Regions from separate parts of the Anser cygnoides genome. Here region 1 is linked to region 2. The links are chromatin contacts, called in public Hi-C maps. All regions are on one chromosome and are shown on one strand. The core of a region is the stretch at or near the end of the contact, and the rest is flanking DNA. Distances in the headings are between cores, read along the strand shown. Region 1 overlaps UPF2 (UPF2 regulator of nonsense mediated mRNA decay). Region 2 holds the start of ECHDC3 (enoyl-CoA hydratase domain containing 3).

Region 1 (6,647 bases), core at 562-3,061, 58 kb after region 2:
TTCTGGAGCTCAAAAGAAAAGGCAAAATGAGAGAGTCTTTCCCGAGGGCGAAAGCAGGCTTGCGGCGGTGGTGGCAGTGTGTTTGTTTTGGAAATTTTCACTTACCCGGCTGGGAGGTGGAGTCTTGAGACCGCAGTGTCACCTCTGGTGGGCAACAGTGAGGGATCAGCAAGACCCTTTGCCAGCTTTTTCACTTATTTATACCTTTGGATAGAGGAGTACAATGACTGCAGGTAAGGACCGTGCCCGGGCAGTGCTGCTGCTTCCAGCGATCTCCGAGTCCAAACGAGCGCAGACCATTAATTGCTTGCCCTTGGCTGCCACCATTCTGTACCCATGCTGATGCTGGGCAGGGCTGGGAAACACCACGCCGCCAGCCCGCGAGGTCTGTCCTCCGAAACAAGCAGGCAGGTCAGCGCTTTGTCAGCGGCACCATGTTTCCTCGAGGCAGATGCGCTCCCACCTGAACGCTGCGCCAGCAAGCTGCCAGAACCTAAAGCAGCCGCTCCTCGTGACTCCCAGTGAGCTGCTGCCAAGTTCAGGGTTGCTGCTTCAAGGAAGGGGCCAAGCGCAATGAAAAAACCTGAAAACCCCAGCAAACCAGGCTGTCTTTGCAAGGCAGGACTAGTTTTCTAAGCCTTCCTATAGATAGAATCACCTTGTGCGCATCGGTGTACGTGCACGGATGCGTCTGCATGCAGTAATTCCCTTTACATGACAAACAAAACTGACTTCTTACTTGGAAGGACTGCACAGTTAATAAAATTGTAGCAAGTCTGAAAACTCAGCAATGCATCAAGAAGGATTTATACCATTTTTATCCCATTACTTCATTGCGAGGTAGAAAAAGAGGGCAGAAACCATCAGCTGAGGCTCAAGGTGCTGCTTGTGTTTACGCTCCCGAGCAAACCTTGCACTTGCAGATTTTGGCTCCACTCGGGAGCCAGGAGTAACACAGCACCACGGCTCAAGCCGGCTTTGAGCCAGCGTGCCATAAATCATGCAGCACATTTTCTGCTTGTCAGCACGCCAGCTCAACGAGCCTGACCACGGTGAAGCCTCAGCTTCAAATGCCCGGACCTAAACGAGTCCAAATTCTTTCCAGAGACAGATAAGATAGCGGAGAAATCCCTTACGCAATCAAGGACGCGAAACAATTTCTCGCTCATCTACATGTGCTTTCCCGGATGGGAAAGTGCTCTGCGTTCAGCTACCTCCGAGCAGGTTAAGGAATGCTTTCTTAGAAATCCTCTTCACGGGGACGCCCGCAGCCAGCGTCCCTGGAGGAGCACTCCCAGAGGAACGTCTTCTCCCTGGTCACGCGACACCAGGGCACGAATTTGTCATCGAGTCCTCGGTGACATCGCAGAGCCCCTTGAGGTCACTGTGCTGCAGGAAAAGAGGAGCGATTGTATTAGATGTGACCTTGTCCGTTAGAAATAACCAGCCTGCAATCCGGGCAAGGCACCAGTTACATAAGAGCACCGATCAAAACGCTCAGTTCTGAAGCGCTTTTTTGAGGTTCAGTTGTCTGTAGAGATACAGAGCCACTGCTGTGAGCTGTACTTGTTTCAGTAGAGTGGTGTCTAGAACAGAGTAAGCCAAACATCGGCTGCTGTAACCCGTGATTACTGAAAACACTATTAAGATACTCAGAAATTCACTATTAAGGTGCTCAGAAATTATTCTGTTTAATTGCAGTCTGCAGGCCCCTCCGAGCAGACCTCTGAGGAGCAGAGGAGCATCTTCGATCCCTATTACTTAACAGTTGAAGCCACTTGCTTTGTCCATTCCCCATACCGTTTCTGCTTTATGCCATAACCCTCAGCAAAAAGCAGTCGGTGCCTTGCCTCATGCTGGGAGTTACACAGCTCCAGCACGGATACAAACCTGCTTTTCTGGACTTGGTTTGGGGCACAACCAGACCAGGTTACTGGTACAGGTTACTCCCCTGATCCTGTACCAAAAACAAACGGCACACCTGACTGTGGTGATTAGATAACCTGGAAAGGAAGACAAAGGAAGACAAACCCTTCTAATGGCATAGAATTAAAGGCAGCCTCACAATCCCTGCAGCAACCGCCCGCACGTGAACCTGGGAGCCAAACTTTCGCAAGAAGCAGGAAGTCAGCCTGGTGGATCAGCGGTGGAGGGTCAGGAAAGTGGAAAGCAAACAGCAAATAACATCCTCGCATCCTATGAGAACAAGTTCAACCCTGATTGTTTCACTTGCAGTGATTTCAATGGGAGATTTTTTTTTTCCCCCAGAACTACAGACTTTATTCTGAAACTCGTCTACAAAAGGTTTCATTGAGATGCTTTTGTTTTACTTCTTCATTTCAGCCTGAAGTCATGGAAACCTCCAGCTGACCTCACAATATTTTCAGCAAGTAATTTTCAAAAATATTGCCATCAGTCCAAAGAATCCAAGACATTAGAGTGATACACACACAATGAAGTTAACACATGAATTAATGTTTTATTTTCATGCAGTTATCCGATCTGGATTAATTAAATGACTTTGGAAGCAAGCAGTAAAGGAAGAAAGGGAAGTCAGTTTCAGTTTGAGCCTGAGTTAGAAGCTTAGTTTACTGTTAGGAAGCGGTAGGCATTCTGCATCTGAGGAGTGGAAATTATCCACTGGGGTAATCTTTCTATGGCCATATTGCTGTTATAAATATGGTTAGCAAATGCACAAATATAAGTGCAAAAAACTGATATGAAAAGAGTTCCACATGCTCTTTTTACACCAAAATTGAAACCAAGACTCGGTCTCCCCGCAAGGTACTCCTCGCTCTGGGGCACTTCGCAACCCACAGCCACAACGTGGAAGTTACCTTCTCCAAGGGGAGAGACCACAGCAGCTGGAGACAGTTTTGAAAGGATTTTTGGGGGGTGACTGCACACATCCAGAATACGTGCCTGCACAGCAAATCAGATCTAAACCTGGCAGAAACCTAGAGAAACGTGTCTGTGTGGGATGCTCTGAAAACTTCAGGTGATGCTCCGCAAACTGGAAGCTGCCTAACAGCATCCTGTTATCCTGCCCAGCCAGGTCCTCAGGGAAATCGTGCACTGATCATTCCAGGGCTTCCCCGTCCCAAAATGCTGTTACAGCACATGCAGGCAAAGGAGGAGACCTAAAATTGCTCTGACAATTAGTTTTTTCCCCACTTTCAATGCTCAATTCTATGATTAAAGACTATTTAAGTAGGTATATTTTCAAAACCTTGAATTCTTCTCTCAGAAGCATCATCGGAAAGCTTACACGTTTTAAAACTCACTGAGCTACCGACATAACTTGGCAAAGCCGAAGGTGCTGTCTTTATTTCAGGCCCATCAGGTGATGGGAACAAACGCTATCAGTGCACAATTTCACCAACACTTTAAATCAATTTATCACCAAAAGTTCTGCTTCCCTCTTGTGTCAGTCCACGTACGGCCCACCAGCGTTTCACCCTGTCAGGGGCCAGCCCACGGACTGAGAACCGATGCAAGAAGCCAAGAGGGAACTCACCTTCCTCACAATCAGCCAAAACCACCTTGATCCAACACAGGTCATCTTCTGGTCTGGTTCACCATGGAGCTTCACGACCCCAAGAGGGCAACAACCGGCTGCTGTAGGTGAGGCGGCGGTGGAGCCATCTCTTTCGAAGCCGCCGTCTGCGTATGACAACATAAGTTATGTTACAGAAGACCTCAGTTTCACAGCTCCTTGCTAAACAGCAAGAAAGTCCTGCAGCTCTTACCAAGCAAGAAGTCTGTTTCCTTACCAAGCAGACAAGTCTGTTTCAAGAATGTTTTTCGAGGCAGGAGTCCTCTTGTTTCGGTACGGTGCCAACTGTTGAGTTTCTCATATGAAGTATGGCCCAAGGTACAGCGCCAAGATATACCAGGAATTCCTCAAAACATTATTTTAGAAGAACAAAGGCAACGTAACGAGTCGGACACCAATTCTAAATTACAACACTTTATTGCAGCATTGGCAAAGGTCAGATTTCTGAAGCTGGTGAAGATCGGGCGGCATTTCTGTATGAAATGTTACAATTTTACAAGTCTCTCTTCCTACATGCAGAAACCAAAAACAGTGGTAAAAAGAATTTTAAAAGAGCTAGAAAAAAAAAGAATTAGTAACATACAGATGAGCTCCTTAACTGAATTAACTACCTCTACCTGAAAGCAAACAAAAATCTATGCTAATAAATAACAGATTGTCAGAAACAGACCAAGAAACCTCATTTCTACTTAGAAAAAAATAAAAATTCTACTTGTTTCCAGATGTATTTAAATTTTTTTTTTAAACTTTTTTGTTTGTTTGTTTCAATAGACACAGAGGCTTATCAACCCATGAAGATCAACAAAATATTTGGATCCGCTCCTTGACATCCCCCTGTTATGCTGACTGGCACATTTTGGTTTTCAATGATACATACAATGGGCTCAACTATATCCCTGTCCTTAGGCTGGTGTCAGGCTGTTCCAAGCAGTATGAGTCAACACCCTGTGTTAATCCACTTCACATCCTATTTAAAACCTTAACAGACATTTTACCTCCTTGGCTCTTAAGTGTTTTTTCGCCCCTTCCCGCTCCCCAACCCCTTCTTTCTCGCTTGTCTGGCAGCAGAAGGCTACTCCTTAACCAGCAGGTCGGGAGGAGTATCTGAGGGTTGAGACGTTCTCCCACGTGTCAGGGTTTTCTTTTCCATTTCACCGTTTGCTCTACTTTTTCCTACTGTAGATTTGCAGCCCCCGACGAACACCCTTCCGACGCAAAGTGCTCGATCCAGAGATAACGCAGCCTGCGCCAAGCGTGCAGCTTTGCTTTCCCACGTACTGGGCGCCACCAAGACCTTTTCCACTCCAGTGGAATCCATCTGAATTTCAGGCTGATCTTTTGTTTTCTCCGAGCTGCTCCCCGGTCAAGTTAACCATCTCATTCCTTTGCTTCCGCTCGTATGAGAAGATTAACCCTCACATGGTTCCCGTTACAAAAAGCTTTTTGGTTTGGTTTTTTTTTTTTTTTTTTTGGCAGGCCATGACTGGAAGCTTCCACTTGTTCTGTGCGGGTTTTGGGGGGGAAGAGAGGAGGCTGCTGTTTCTGCCCCACGGCCCCAGCCTGTCCCAGGTTTCGATTCTGAACGCTCTAGGCTGACATGCTGAGATGTGTCCACTGCTCTCATTTAATTGCTGGAGGACTCCACTATCCACAACATCAGAGATACAGGACCTAATGAAATGACACTTGCTGCTGGATCAACGTCTCCTACAAAAAGAAAGGGAAAGAAAAACAGTTCAGTAAGAAATATCCAATCCTCGCCAGGTCAGCAACCACCCGAAATCTGTTGATGGTGATTTTGATCTGCCTTTAGCCTCAGCACGTGGAGGTTACACGCTTCTATCAGCCGTGCACATTTTAAAGTGAGACCGTGCTGGACAACAGACAGCAGACCTCTGTATCAAGAAAAACAAGTCCCCTACATAAAAAATTGCAGCAGATCAATCTAAAATTGTTCAGAGAGAGCTGCCTTATCCTGCCAGGCAAGGTGCTAGGTCACTGAAGTGCAGAGACGACGTGTGAATTTACGTGCATGTTATTTTAGGCAGTTTTCATTTTTGTGCACAATTTCTTTACTTTTAGGAGTACTGCAGAAGCATTAGAGAGGACTTCCCAGAGCCAGGTAGTTGTTTACAACATTTTTAGAGAGAACGGCTGTATTGAAGCCTTTGGTCGTCCCTTGGTGCTGAAAGACAGGTCCCTACCCAGAAAAGCCACGTTTTTCTCTCTTAAGAATGTAAAAATGCATTGAAAAAAAATCACACGAATTTGCAGGAACGTGATCCATGACCAGGAAGTCTAGAAGTAGCACTTATCTTGTTTCCCTAACCCCGGATACCGGAGCTGACAGCTGCGCTCGTGTTTTTTGTTGATTTCTAGGCTATAAAATTTAGTAGTGCAAAACAAAGTAAAAATTCGACAATATTTACAATCCCAAGGAAGTTCCCGGGCTCCACACCCAGGTCTTTTACCACGTAAATGAAACGGGTCATATTCTTTACGTTAACGCATAAACCTCAAGCATTTGCTAAACAGTAAGTTAATCTAAAACCAGCTTTTATTGGAAATCTTGCGAGAAAAATGTCGCAAGCACGTTAAACTAGCCATAGGACTTTCTGCATTTCTTGGAACAGAAGCTTCCACAGTAATTCAGTATTCTTATATACTGCGGTGCTTTATTTTTCAGTATCTCAGTTATTCAGCGTTCCTGTGTTTTGTTTAAATACACCATGTTTTTGTCAGGAGGTACTGAGCTGATGCACCTCTAGAACTTAATGTGCTTTTGTTTTTTTTGTTTGTTTTAACCGTGTTTTAGCATTAAATAACAGAATATTCCAACTCTTTTTGATACACTCAAATCATCAGCAACATCGGCTATGTGGCTGCAAAGCAAGGAACTTCAGTTTTAAGGAGATTTAACTTGATGAATGCCCCAACTGCGAAAAAATTTCAAGTGTCAGTGCATTGCAGGATCATGCTTTTACCTCCCCACCTCCCCTAAAAAACACAGTTATTTTCTGTTGATGCGGAGGGAGGGAAAAGCGTTACAACTATCTGCGTGCATCTAACCTAGCAGAAGTTACTTTCATCC
Region 2 (6,777 bases), core at 639-3,138:
TTCCCAGGAGGACTGCCTGAGCCAGGTGTGAAGAAAGAGAGGTCATCACTCCTGCGAGTAAACAGAGAACAGCAACATGAAAGAAATGTGAGAGGTTATATTGCAAAGCAACATTTTTTGGAACAACTATTTTAGGTAATCAGGGTCTGCAGGGAGTTGCACATTTCTCAGACTAGAAAGATTTACTATGCATAGCACTAAGAACTGGCAAAGGAGAGCTTTGGGGTTCAGCAGAAAGACAGACAGAAAGGGGTCCACCTCCCCAAATCCATCTCTCTGGTAACCTAAGAAAGTGCATCCTAAAACCTTTTTCAGAAGCCTGCTGAGCTCCACCTTAGGGAAAAAAAAAATATATATATATATATATATCAATGTGTATCTATATATATATATATCAAAGCTGTAACTCTGCTCCTTAATTTCCAGCTCAAATATGTTCATGTTCAGTTTACAGCCACTTCTTATAGTGCCAGCATAGTTCTCCATCTTGCATAGCTTCTTGCCTTCTCAGATTGCAAAATGCCCACCCTGTGGAGAGAGCAGCCCTGTGTTCTTTCAGCTGTTTTGCTGGACTTAAAAAAACCCACTGTTTTCATACCTCATAACAGAGAGTCTCCATTTGACTCTATTCTCTCTGCACCTCCTTGTGTTTGGCTTCTTGAACATGGATGAGCAGAAGCATATGCAATAATCAAGACAAGCTGTGAATATACCTTTACCTATATGTCCCTAAAATGCTTTGAATCATCTTAAAATCTTATTTCCCTTTTTGTTTCTTGGATGCACCATACAGATTGCAGAATGACTGTGGAACCAATTAGGACACCTAAGTGCTTCTCCACAACCACTGAATGAAAGATGATACTAGTTCCCAAGTATATGACCCCAAACCCTGTAGCACTGAATTTCATCCCATGCCAATTACTTTAGGCCTCAAAGCAATCTCATTCTTTCCGTACAACACAATTGTCTTTTGTGTTAATGATATATCCCAAGTTAAGTGTCACAAGTTTTCTCGGCATAGTCCTAATCTTCATCCCATGGCCATAAATGCAAATGTAGAAAATGTAGTGAAAATGCCAATATTTTCTAGTACCCCTGGCCCTCCAACACCCCCAACATACCCATTAATGAATGCCACCTTCCCACCCAGGTCTTCCAAGACAAGAGTGTCCAAGGAAGCCCCAGTGGTTTTATCACACATCGATAATCTCAGTCCCTTCTCAGTCCCATATCTGTCACTTCATTCAGAAGAATATATCTAGTGGGTTATTCGAAGTGAGGAGGTGGACCGTACTCCAGATTGTGTTAGTAATGTGCGGGCTAATCTTGGAGAAGATATTTCACTTGTCTTGCAGTCCTCAGTTTCAAAGAGGGAGTGATTAACATCTGCAGCACAGAAGAGCACAGTACAACGTATGTCTTCCAAATCTTTACATGAAAGATGCAGTGACGAACTGATGAGCTGTATATTGTAACGCACATTAGTCTGGTCCTTGGTGGAACCATGGCATTTATTTGCTCCCTTTCACACACACTGCATTTAATTTCCCTTAATTTCCCACTTTTCTTTCTTGTTTTCCCCTTTTTATTCATCTGGGAGTCAACACATTGGGGAAATGTGTTTTTTCGGCTGGAGAACTGAATAGCTGAGGGCGGCGGGGGAAGGTGCACAGGGTTTTACTCTGTCCCCTCACGCCTCAGGAGGGAACACGGCTCATCCCTTCCTGAGCAGCCCTCAGCCTCCCTGCTCGGTGAAACCCCAAAGCAGGGCACATCTCCCCTTTTCTGAGGCTCCAGGGGGGACACATTCCAGTCAGACGTTTCACTCGTTATTCACCAACCAGCCCGGCCAAGCCCAGCCCCGCGGGGTGGAGGGGGGGGGCTCGCACCGAGCCGGGTCAAGCCGCTTCCCCGCGGGACAAGCGACCAGGGCCGGCTTCCCCGAGCTGCCAGCCCGCCCTGAGGCCTCCGGGGCTGAGCCCCAGGCCGGGCAGGAGCCGGGCTAGGGGTCAGTAGCGAGCCGGGCAGCGATGGCGGCGGCCGGCAGGCTGTGGAGGCTGAGGCGGCGCCTGGCCGGGCCTGTGGCCGCAGCCTGCAGCAGCAGCAGCGCGGCCCCGCCGGAGCAGCTCACCCTGAGGCGGCAGGCCGAGGGGGTCCGGTGAGCTGGGGGGAGACGGAATCGGGAGAAAACGGGAAGAAACGGGAGAGCGGGTGGGTGGAAACTGGGGGGGCTCTGAGAGCGGGGCCTCGGCGGGAAGGCTGTGGTCGCAGCGCGGAGTCTCGCGGAGTTCCCGTGTGCACGCTTCGGCCATGCGGGGTTCGTCACTCGTTTTGAGTGTTTGCTCGTTGTTCTGTGTTTGTTTCTGCCTTGCGGTAACCCTCTGTATTTAACGGCTTTTTGCAGAAACATTGTCTTGAACAACCCCAAGAAGAGGAACGCCCTGTCCCTCTCCATGCTGCAGGCGCTGAAGGAGGACCTGCTGCACGACATCAAAAGCAAAGAGCTCCGCGTTATCGTCATTTCAGGTACGGCACAGAAGAGAAGGAGTGGCTGAGAGAATAAGAAGAAACAGGATAACGTGGAGCTTAAAGCTCAGAATATCACTGAATTATAGAAAACGGGGCAGGAAGGAGCTTGCATACCGTTTTCTTACAGCCTGCCAGGAACGTAAACAGTATCACACATGAGCCTTCCCCACTCAGACCTCGCTGCCCTTTTATATTCATCCTGCTTTCCGCTTTCATATACTTAATTCCTCATTCCTGAAACCAGCCTTAATAATTGACTAGGTTCTGTTATATTTCTGTTGATAATTAACACATCTAAGGTTGTTGAAACAGTGTTCGAAATGTTAATATTTCAGTCAGGTTGCCTGGTGTGTTTACAGAGCTGATAAGCTTTCGTTTTCCTTTTGTAAAAGTAAGCAGTAAGTGAAATAATTGTTTTTAAAACTACATATGAACAGTAGCTCAAACAATAAATCCAGGTCCTGATAGTCATTACACTAAAGAACAAACACTCCTAGGTAATGGTTTTTGTGCAGAAACAGGCTGAGCGTGTATGACTTTTGTTGCCTTCAGTGGCAGGTACAGATTGTAGTAAACGGGGTTCAAAGGGTTCCTAGTGCTCTGTTCCCCTGCTCTAAGCCAGGATCAGACTTTGTTATTTTTGCCACTGGTTTGTCAAAACCGTTTCTAAAACTCTCCAATGAAGAAGAGACTATAATATTGATACTGCAGTCACCTGTAACCTGCAAATATAAAACTTTATCTCTCAGAGACTTTCTTCCACTTAGATATTAACCTGTAGAGTTCTTAAAAATAATAAAAGTTGAGATGTTCTTAAGCCATTTTCTTTCCTCTGTCATTTTAAGATAATCTTCCCCTGTTCTCCTTCCAAACATCTTGGAGAAATAGGTTTAATAATTTTGAATGCTGAGATTTCCTGTACTGAGAGGAGAACGTTGCTCATGTATAAGTGTGCATGCACATGAGAGTGGAAATAAGTTAACTTGACAGGGGCGACAAATATATATATTCAATATTTCAAATAGCAGTTACAAATTTTGTAAGATGCTTCAGGTTACTTTTTGAGAATACAGTGCTCTGGGAGTTTGTGAGTACAGTTTGGTTATTTTTCTTGCCTGTTTGTTTTTCAGTTTAAAAATAAACTGCATGTTCCTGCTGATTTCCAATTCCGTTGCTGAATGAAATGCAAAACAAGAAATCTCAAGAAAAAGACTAGTCAGGGGATGCTTTGAATCTTTAACACAGACTTTACAGTGGATTCCCCTTCAATGAGGCGCAAATGCAGATGTGATTAAATTTCCAGATAATGTATTGTTGATCCAGTGAGCTGATTGCTGGTGTGTGGTTATTGCTAGACAGACTGTTAACAATAAGATGATTCATAAGAAGCAAATGCATAGCTAAGATGGTAGCTTCATAGCTGTAGATGGAAATATCACACCCATGCAAATATCTGAGGAGATGTGAAGGATTAAAAAGCTTCAGATTGGTTTATTTTTATGGCAGATGTCTCACGAGGAAGGAAAACTGTTGTAGAGATAGTGTATCAATAGAGCATGTTTTGATCTTAGCTGCAACTTGAGGAAAGCAAATCCAGAATTTAGACCTACAGAATCTTGCTCTTATTCTACCCAAACCCTGGAGAAGCTTTTCGGGATTCCTTAGATGAGTGTTAGCAGCGGAGGAACAGAGGCCATACCAGCCCTTCTGGTTCTTCTCTAGCAGAACATTTTTTTCCATTGTTGCCTTAAATACCACGACACGAAATTCTTGTTGCTTATTTTGTAAAAGTTAATCATTAGTGTACAATAAATAGGGAATAACCATATTGTTAGTCTGAGAACAGAGCAGTCCATTGTCACTGCAGCCAACTAGTTTACGCTGTACCAAAGAGCAGTTCAGTACTATATCTTAAAAGAGACTGGGCTGAGAGGTGTAAAGAGCCTTATTTTTAACTGAGTTAACTCGGAGTGGAAGTAAAACAGCCTTTAAAATATTTATTGGCATTAGTGTGGTTAAATCATTTATTGCAGCAATTTAAAGGTATTACAAAGCTCAGAAGGCAATATTTAGGAACTGAGCATAAGACTCTCTCTCCAATCTACTTCTTTTTGATCACTGACACCTTTATACCTTTAAATGGGGTATTAATACACCACTTGGTTTCTTGATTAGCTCAGACTGACTTTTCATGAAATTCTTTGCAGCTGAAGGCCCTGTATTTTGTTCTGGCCATGATTTAAAGGAACTGTCAAGTGAAGATGATGTGAAGCATCACTCCCAAGTATTTGCAATATGTGCAGAGGTAAGCAGTTCTTCTTAAGCGCCACCCCCTTTTGCTTGGTTTTAAGAGCAAGCAGTGATACTGGTTTAAGTTAACACCTGATCCTGGTGAACTGATGTTTTCCCTGGGTTTCTCTACGTGCAAATAAAAATCCTAGAATGCCAGCGTGCATGTTTCCTACTGGCTGAAGTCATGGCGTGTTCCTTATTTTATCGAGTTCTCCTTGCAGCTGAATATTTGGGCAATATCTTTCCTAGAAATCCAGGGATAACCAACTTCATACCACATGTGGTCAAAGGATCTTTCCCAGCATCTAGCTAATAACTGAAGACCAGCTTAAACATCAAGTAGACAATGTGAAAGTAAGATCTGAATACATCTCTGACTCTGGTTGCCCAGTCAGCAGACCATACAAGATCTCATTCTTATTGCAGAAGCACAGACCTGAAGGTTGGGATGTTAAAGTGGCTCCTGGAGCCTTTGGAGGGAATGGCAAAAACCCCTTTGATTTTAATGGCATTAGAATTTGACCCCCTAATCCTGCTTAGTGTGACCACAAAAAAAAAAGAGAAACCTTTTGTTCTAGTTCCTCCAGAAGAAATAATGATCTCTAAACACGTTGTCAAGCGAACATTACTAATATTTAATGCTGTAAAAGCCATGGAGTGAAGGTTACTACTGAAGGCCCTTTGGTATAAGACATAGCAATCATCCTTGCAGCTTTGTCTGTATTTCATCTTGGTATGCTGTCTACAAAGAGCTAAGCACAAATATGACTCAATGACAAGTTAGTCCCTTCATCAGAAAGGAGTCAAGGTCCAATAGTTTAGGAACCAATAGTTTAATATTGATTTTGCAGTTGTGGGGCAGAATACCAGTATATTGTCAGTGGAAAACTGAACCATACAGCTTTTCAGTCACAGAATAGGAAGGATCAGACGAAAAAGAAAAAGAAAGAAAGAAAGAAAGAAAAAAAACTTATTTCATGCATGTAGCATGAAATCAAGAGTTGATAAATTTCTCACTTCAAGGACCAGAATTTAAATTGTCCTGTATGTATCTCTAGTTCTGGAGCTGCATATTCAGGATTTATGGTAAGTATAGCAAGCTAATCATTGTTTTTATAAAGAGAAAAAGCAAAATAAATATGACAGAATATCCAAGTATAGAGCTAAAAACATGCCTAGCTTTCTTTCTGACAATGGTGCCCTACTGTATAGTAAGTTTAGTAAGGGAGCATTATTACAAATACCTGTTTCAGATAAATATTCCTGAGACCATGAAATCTGGAGACATGGAGCTATTCCAAATCCATCTGGGTACTGCCCTGGACAGCCTGCTCTACCTGAGCAGGGAGGGATGGACTCGATGATCTCAAAAGGTTACTGCCAACGTAAATAATTCCGTGAAACTGGCAAAGCAAGTTCAGAAAGAAATGTAAGAGGTGAAATGTCATTTTGATGTAATCTGTTTTATGATGATAGTGATAATAGTACTTCACAACCTCTACCTGAGTATCTCAAAGGGATTTAAGTTTCTTATAAAACACAGCTCACTCGTATCCCCCTATGGGCTTGCTCGTAAACATTAATGGCATTTTATAAGCAAACAGAAATAGAGAAAGAAATTTAGTCTTTATTTGGGATCCTAAGTTAAGCAGAATGGATCCTACCCTAAATAACATGTTTACATCCTGCACTAGGGGGGATCCAGAGCACTGGGCTGGTTTTCAGGAGCTTTGGCTTTGACATTTGTCTGTGACTGGTAGCCATATGCACATCATTTCAGCTGCTGTGCCTCTGTTTCTCCATGCCCATAATACTGCATTATATAGTGTTGCTAGCTTTATCTGAGAACTGAGAACTCTCCACGCAGGAGTGTGAGACGGCTAGAAACATCACTTCCTCAGAGGCTTTTCAGGTACAAAACCATAGGTACTGGGCTTTTATTTTTTTCAGGGA

The links. Hi-C and Micro-C count contacts between places; a contact is called where the count stands out from the background.
Region 1: a contact with region 2 is called in a Hi-C map of liver, with 3 times the contacts expected there. The contact joins the enhancer-like site here to the promoter of ECHDC3 in region 2. A contact is called at or near these places in 2 of 7 Hi-C or Micro-C datasets (both in liver).

What each region holds. Positions count from the first base shown.
Region 1 is chr1:6,678,585-6,685,231 of Taihu_goose_T2T_genome, forward strand. It overlaps UPF2 (UPF2 regulator of nonsense mediated mRNA decay), which reads right to left. Exons shown (of 23, transcript XM_048062607.2): 23 at 3,951-5,263. The coding sequence ends at 5,254. Among named protein-coding and RNA genes, the nearest start is that of PROSER2, 22 kb to the left of the region's middle. Within about 2 kb of position 1,812, at least 3 of the 3 cell types and tissues checked have open chromatin away from gene starts, as enhancers often do. A contact at or near this core is called in liver, where this site is marked.
Region 2 is chr1:6,620,773-6,627,549 of Taihu_goose_T2T_genome, forward strand. ECHDC3 (enoyl-CoA hydratase domain containing 3) reads left to right here and starts at 1,889. Exons shown (of 5, transcript XM_013197057.3): 1 at 1,889-2,161; 2 at 2,408-2,529; 3 at 4,740-4,837. The coding sequence starts at 2,034. LOC136786427 (a long non-coding RNA gene) reads right to left here and starts at 1,883. Exons shown (of 5, transcript XR_010825051.1): 1 at 1-1,883.